2 separate regions of the Mus musculus genome follow, and region 1 is linked to region 2. A link is a contact called in public HiChIP or PLAC-seq data. All regions are on one chromosome and are shown on one strand. The core of a region is the stretch at or near the end of the contact, and the rest is flanking DNA. Distances in the headings are between cores, read along the strand shown.

Region 1 (3,641 bases), core at 412-2,911, 37 kb after region 2:
GCCTCACTAATAACTACTACGACTCCTATTATTTCTGTCACCTCCTTACAGTATTTGTAAAGTTAGCATATTTTACAGCACTGTACTTATGGAAATAAAATAGAGAATAATTACAGTACTTATCTGAAGAGAGGAAATAAGTGTGGAAACACACGGATTACATACAAAGAATGCTCAACGGAAAAGCCGTAGTTGCCAAGAATTATATACCCTCTCTTAAGATTTCTGGCCCTGATCTAAAGGAACCTAGAAAAGCGTTAAACCAACAAAAGAGCAAAGCAGAAAGGCATAACCTTATCAGACAGACGAAACGAACAGCAACGTTTCACATCACAGAGGCTGGGAAAAACAACTGACTTGGCTTTTCAAATGGATCTTAGATTACAAATAAAAGCTTCATCCACAGTCTGACTAGACGAAGTCATTCTCACCTGCAAAAGATCTGGTCTATATTACTCAAATCTGGGGAAGAATTCACAACTCCAAAGAAATGAAGAAACTAAAATAAACTGTATTAACTCACAGGAAGAAAATATAATTTCAGTCAGAGCACACCGCTGATAGGGCCGTTCCTCAGTGTCTGCTCAGTGAGCCAGACTTACAGATTCATGTATAAACAACACGTGACCAGCACTGTCTTTTTTTTCCCCCCTCGTTTTCACAAAGCTGATATAGCTGTTCACAAAGCAAAGTCTTTCAAGTTTACTATCTTAATTCCTTGCTTAACTTAAAGAGAGGCCACCAAAGAAATTCTAGAGATCTACAGCCCGGAGAATACGCATCCCTTTTCCTTTAGGTAGCTATAAAAAAAAGGAATCTTAAGAGCTACTAGGCCAGGCGCTTGGCGGGGCGGGAAGTGGGGGAGAGCACACGACAGCAGCGCCCAGTCGGCCGACTTAGCGTCCAGTTCCAACCCATGATTTCCGTCTAAAGCAAACAGGTTTCAAAGTGCAGCTTCCCCTTCCCACAGCAGAGCACAAGCAGGCCGAGGACAACAGGACCCCGGCTAACCTGGCTAACTCTTGGTTACTGCCGATGTGCCAAGAAAAAGAATTATAATAATACTTTTTTTTTTTTTAAAAAAAAAAAAAAAAGGGCAAGGACGCGGTCGCCCTTCTCCGGCGGCCGCGACACGAGCCGGGCAAAACAGCTCTCCCTCAGAAAGGACGCCGCCCCGAGCCCCGCAGCTCGCGCAAGGCCGCGCCGGAAACACCGCGCGCTCGGCGGAAGCGCCCCAGTTTGAAAGCCGCCGCCGCCGCCCCGGGCCACAAAGGCCGCCCGCCAGCCTCGCGCCCGGCCGGGCTCACCTCGTCCCCGGTCGCCCAGCTCACCGCGCCGCTCCGCCGGGCTGCACTCACGCGGCCGCACGCACGGCGGGGGCGTGGCGCTGCGGGGATCCGGGCCGCTCGCTTCCGCCCCCGCTTCCGCTTCCTCGCGCCTCCTGGGCTGGGCCGTCACGGCCTGCCGCCCGCGCCAGTGCCCGCGCCCGCTCCAGCAGCGGCTCTGCGGGCTCCCGGGTGCCCGCGGCTGGACCCCGCCTTCATCTGGCTCACCGCGCCCTTTTCCTCTGCCCCACCGGAAAGCCAAAACAATCGGAGCCGCGCAGGCGCGGGAAGGAAACGGAAAGCAGGAAGGGCGGAGGCGGCGCGAGGTGACGCTGGCGTCTGGGTCCGGGCTTCCCGGGCTGCTAAGGCGCGTGCGCGTAGCAGAGCGGGGTCGCGCCGGCCACCCATCCTCAGGGATGGCCTAGAAAAATCAGTTCCCAAAGTTCTATTCAGCGGCACTTGGACTTCTGTGCAGCCGCAGTTGTTCGTGTTTGAGGTGTCCACCCGAGATACAGACATTTGCAGGCTGGGCCAGAGTGGGGGCCAGCACTGCACCCCGGGAAGCTGAAGTTAGGGGAGGAGGACATTGGACCGTTTGCTATATGGGCTGCTTTCCTTAGTTCCAGCCTCCATCGCTTTCAGAAGTTCCGCTTGCTAAGGCCTTGGAAGTATTGGCACCATCGAGATAACCCGCAGTTTGGAAGCGAATGGGTGCAGAGGACGGTCTCCACAAATGATGCCTCCAGCCAGTTTTTACTGCAATGCAGCAGACACCCTCCATGCCCCAGATTTCAAAGCAAAGCCTTGAAGTAGCAAGTGCCTGTGGTCTGCGAGACTTGTTGGCAAGCAAAAATGTTATAGATTTGCCTAAAGATACATGTAACGAAAACGAAACAAAAAACGTTCAGAATTGCCTACTTCCTAACTTCAACTGTTAGAACAAGTCCAGTTTTGAAAATAAGAATGGCCACATATAAAGCATTAGGCAAAGAGACAGACACCTCTAATCCCAGATGGCAGGAGGCTAGAGAAAGGATATCAGGAATTCCCGGCTGTCCTTCGCTAAATAGTGAGTTCAAATTTTAACAGGAGCACATGAACGACACCAGACTATTTAAAAGTGCTGGTTTGGTAGAGGGGGTTAACAGGCCCTCAGAATGCATTACAGAGCATTACAATGCAATGCATCTATCTTGCTTCCCTGTAAGGATACAAAGAAAATCTTGTCTGCTCTCAAATACAATGTATCTATCCACTCCATTTTGCTGTCTTGTAATAATACAAAGAAAATATAGTTAACCGTGCTGGTATACAATGTATCTATCCACTCTAATTTTGCTTCCCTGAAATAATACAAAGAAAATCTAGTTGACCGACGTCGTTGTGAACACCTAGCACATAGCACAAGGAACTTCTTTGTAGTTAATGGGACTGCTCTTCATCTTGACTGCGTGAATATGGAATTCCTAGGTCACGACCCAATAACGATAAAGTTTACAAAGTTTAATCTGGGCATAGTGGCATAGGCCTGTAATCTCAGTATGCCAGAGTTAGGTAGGCAGATTTCTATAAATTCAAGGACAGCCTGGTCTAAATAGCAAGTTACTTGTTATAAGCCAGCCAGTAAGTGAGTCCCTGCCAAAAAAAAAAAAAAAAAAACCAAAACAAAAGAAAAAAAAAGAAAAAAGAAAGTAGCGTTTATATAAAAGATGATGTAGTCCAAATAAGGTTTTTAGTCTATTTAATTGCTTTTGCTAATACCAGCTTCATAGTTTTGATAATATACTATAGTTATCTAAGATGGGAAGTCACTAGAGGGGTTTTCAAAGAACATTCTACTTTTGTTACTTTTTATGCTATGTGTGTGTGTGTGTGTGTGTGTGTGTGTGTGTGTGTGTGTGAGTATGTGTGTGTGCGTGTATGTGAGTGTGTGTGTCTATGTGATTCTTGAGAGGTCAGTGTTCATGCCACCACACTTGTGTGGCAGTCAGAGGACCACTTTGCAGATTTCCTTCCACCCTTGTGTGGCTTCCAGAGATGGCACTCAAGGTTGCCAGGCTTGGAGAGCAGGCTTCTTTGCCTGCTGAGCCATCATGGGCTCATATTTTTTATACTTTTTATGAATCTGTAATAAAAAAAATCTCCAAAATGTGGGGCTAGAGACATGATTCTAAAGTTAAGACCACTAAATTCCAGAGGACCTGGGTTCAATTCACAGCATCCACATTGTTGGGGGCCACAAAAGTCCTTATATTTCAAATAAGCACCAGGGAAACCAGGAATGTTAAACATACAGGGTATTTCCACAATGGAGGA
Region 2 (3,488 bases), core at 214-2,713:
CCAGGTTTATATGACTTGCCGAATTGCCTGCTATTACTTAAACAAAAGCAATGCAGCACTGACTTTGAAATATACTTGGGGACAAAATGTAACTGGTTTTGTTTCACACTCCCCATTTGAGTGTGTATGGTTCCCCTGTGTATGGTCTCACAGTCTTGCCACACAGGTCTCTAAATTGCCAACTTCCTCCCTCTTGTCTCAACTGGGATTATAGGAGCACACTACTGTGCCAGGCTTAAGTGTATATTTTAATTGAACCTTCTCTTAATGTAGTTAAAAACTTAACTCTTAAAATGGTTACTTAACTGGTCAGCCTAAAATAACTTACCTTGGAATATAAAACATCTTGGAATGGTCAAAAGACTATACTCCTACTTCCTTCAGGTTCTTGGAAATGTTGGCTTTTCAAGGGCCATAGGCCATTTTGTTGCTGGGGGCATCACCTAATGCAGCAGCCTGTGTCATGGAGAACAGGAGATACAGCCAGTGAGCCCAGACACGTGAAGTCTGTATTTTAGGCTCCAGTGAGCTAGACTAACTCGGAAGAGTAGTCTCCCTCCAGTGCTGGCATGGTAGTCCTTTAGTCAACACCTGGCCTTTTGACTATTGCCAGGAGATGTGGCTATTGGAAACCATGCTTTCTCCAGTGATTGCCAGTGCTCTTGTGTCTTAAGAACTGAGTGTTTGTAACTAGACCTGCAGGAGCGAAAGTCAACCAGCATTTTTCAGGTTTCCAGCAGGCAGACATTGACAGTAGCTGCACTGCTGTTGAGGTAGTTTTGATCGTAGTGTAACGACAAAGGCACAGATAAGGAAGAGAATACAAGCTGTGAGTCTGGAGTAGAGTAGAAATTCTGAAGCTGCGTGTAACAGGATGTAGAGCAATTGTATATGTATATCTGATTTATAACCAACATGAATTGTCCACCCCCAAGTCCTTCACTAGCTCTCAAGCCTGAAAACAGTTCTCTCCTTTTGCGGTAAGAAACAGTTGGCTTTCTTGGGCAGCAAAGTAGAGTGCATGACAGGACTTCCTCAGTCTTTCTGCTTTTCACATTTTGTACTAAGCAGTTAACTGATTTTTAGAATAGCTTTCTTTAGAAATTCAAGGAAAGCAAATTAGGAAAACACAAATGAGAAGCTATTACATGGCTGAGAAACAGGGCACTTAAGTCTGAATGGAGAGTATTTTGACATCAGTATTTAACCTACTAAAGGCATGAGTTTAGACAAGTTAGAATTGTAATCTGCTATTGACATTTCTAAGTGAAGCTATAACATTCTTTAGCTGGTAGGCAGGTATTATTGAAGCTGTATATTTTATAGAGAAAATTTTGAGGGAGTTAACAGCCAGTGGCTCTCTTCCTTCCATGTTGATAAATTTAGAAGTCCTGCGGCCAGCATCCTGATTTATACCCACAGGCAGTGTCTGCTGCAGCCTCCACAGAGGGCAGCCTGTTAGGACAGAAGCTGCTGCCTCCTGCCTGTGGTGCTAGCTGCACCAGCCTGTTCATGTGTTGGGGCATTGCTTAGGATCCCTGAAACATTTGCACACTGTGGTTCTTTAAAGAGAAATGGCCCAGCATTCATGGCTTTCCACACCATCTTCTGGTAGCCTTTAACTATGACAGAATGCTCCTTGAATCACTTGAAGATGACCATCATTCCTCATAACCTAATGTGCCGGTTTTCTCATCCAAGTCTTCTGACTTCGTTAGCTTGGAATTCTTTTTCCGTAATTTCCAACATTCCACAAAACTTTTTTTTAGAGAAAAAAGGATCTTGTTTTTATTTTTTCGTACAAAAAACTCCATAAAAATGACTTCCTACCTACATTATGAAGAAGAAACTGGCTGCCTCGTATACTATAACACTCCAAAATGAAAAGATTGTGCATGTCTAAGGGGTTGGATATATTTTGTAAAACTCTAAATACATTTGTATTTCTGTGCTGTTCAGAAATTTACCTTTTTACTTATACTAATTAAAGATGCAGAAAACTATATATTTAAATCATGTATATGGAACGCAATTTAAGGGGTTTCCAATCGTATTTTTCATCAGCTTCCCATGCACATAGTATGCTGCTGAAGTTTCTTTTTTGTGCAATATAAACATTTGAACATTTCAAGTCAGGTACTGAGCCAGAAAAGGTCATTGAAGTTTTCAGAGAACTGCCTAAAGCGTATTTTATTCTGTTGAGATACTGTTATTTTATAGCTGGGAAACCAAGATTGTGCATTACATGTTTCAGTCCACTTGATCATTCCTTTCTAAATTTAGAAAGCATGTGATTAATGACTTGGTGGAGGTACTTAATGATTGGAAAACAGTTTTTAAGGAAGTCAAGCTATAGCTTCTCTTTCCTCCAGTGGCTTTGTAGTTTGTGCCGGTTCATTTCTGTTGTCATTTGTTTTTTAAAAACATATTCAAGTTATAAATCATGTCTAGTCATACTGAACTGTAGAGCTTCTATTGTACATTTATTTTAAGGAAAACCTAATAATAAAATTATCCTGTTTCTCTTGCACACGGGCTATTGATCTCCTAGACTTAACTGCGTGTTGTCTGTGTGATCTCTGGCCTTCACAACTGGGCAACAGTGCATTCTTCATTTGTCAAGAAAGCAGCGCATGGGTGAGCTGAAGGACTACACATCCAGTTTAGCTTCCTCCTGATACTGCTTATCACCATACGCTTTCTAGCTATGACCTCTTCGGAAAGAGCTTTATGTAGCGTCTGGGGAACTCTGAGGAATGCTGCGCAAGTACTAAGGATATTGGTCATGTAATCACTCATGGACAGGGCCAGGGAAGGAGAAAACTGCACTCCCGCCATCCATTTCTCCACTTGGACTGGTAAGGTTCAAAATAATACACTGAGGATTCCAGGTATGTGTGCTGTGCACCATGGCTCCATTACAACTTGTTTATGGAATAAGAAGATAAATGTCCCTTTCCTGGGGTTGTGTGAGTGTGGCCTTTAAGTTGTTTAGCACTAAGGAAGGTGATCTAGATTTAAAAGGATATTTTTTCAGATGACAATACAAGTTAAAATTAAAACCATTCAGGTAGAAAATTATAAACTCCTTAAGATAGAATAGATGTTATAATATTGTAGTAAATTATTCAGATTGTGAATTTCTTTTAAACTTTCCAACCACACACACACACAGACGCACACATGTGTCAAAATAATTATTGTCTGTAATAAACTTCATCAAAACGAGTTCTGGCTTTTTAGTACTCTGAGTATATTTAACTTTAATGCATTAATAATAATAAAAGACTTTTATGCCTTAAAAAAATAATGTACTAAATTGAAAAAATTGATGGACTGGATGTTGTTAGTGTATATCTTACCTTATAATTTACATAACTGTTATAACTGTTCAATGTATGTGAGAGAGAAAAGGCCTTTTTAATAGATGAAAAATGGTGAATTGTTGTAAATTGGTTCTAATGCTAAGTCACGGGGAAAATGCTAAT

Evidence for each region. HiChIP or PLAC-seq counts read pairs in DNA pulled down with a chosen protein or histone mark.
Region 1: an H3K4me3 HiChIP or PLAC-seq map of bone marrow-derived macrophages shows a contact between it and region 2, with 2.5 times the contacts expected there. The contact joins the promoter of Kbtbd2 here to the enhancer-like site in region 2. A contact is called at or near these places in 6 of 484 Hi-C or Micro-C datasets (bone marrow-derived dendritic cells, liver, nephron progenitors and 1 more), 7 of 115 datasets of contacts at active chromatin or transcription factors (the SCID.adh cell line, bone marrow-derived dendritic cells, bone marrow-derived macrophages and 3 more) and 3 of 9 other capture datasets (adipose tissue, liver and pancreatic islet).

Annotation. Positions count from the first base shown.
Region 1 is chr6:56,796,152-56,799,792 of GRCm38.p6, forward strand. Kbtbd2 (kelch repeat and BTB (POZ) domain containing 2) reads right to left here and starts at 1,662. Exons shown (of 4, transcript NM_001362210.1): 1 at 1,308-1,662. It overlaps Gm10209 (oleosin-B6), which reads left to right. Exons shown (of 2, transcript XM_030255710.1): 2 at 1,096-2,275. The coding sequence ends at 1,893.
Region 2 is chr6:56,759,383-56,762,870 of GRCm38.p6, forward strand. It overlaps Avl9 (AVL9 cell migration associated), which reads left to right. Exons shown (of 16, transcript NM_030235.1): 16 at 1-2,529. Among named protein-coding and RNA genes, the nearest start is that of Gm10209, 33 kb to the right of the region's middle. Within about 2 kb of position 1,464, at least 8 of the 459 cell types and tissues checked have an H3K27ac peak or open chromatin away from gene starts, as enhancers often do. A contact at or near this core is called in bone marrow-derived macrophages and microglia, where this site is marked.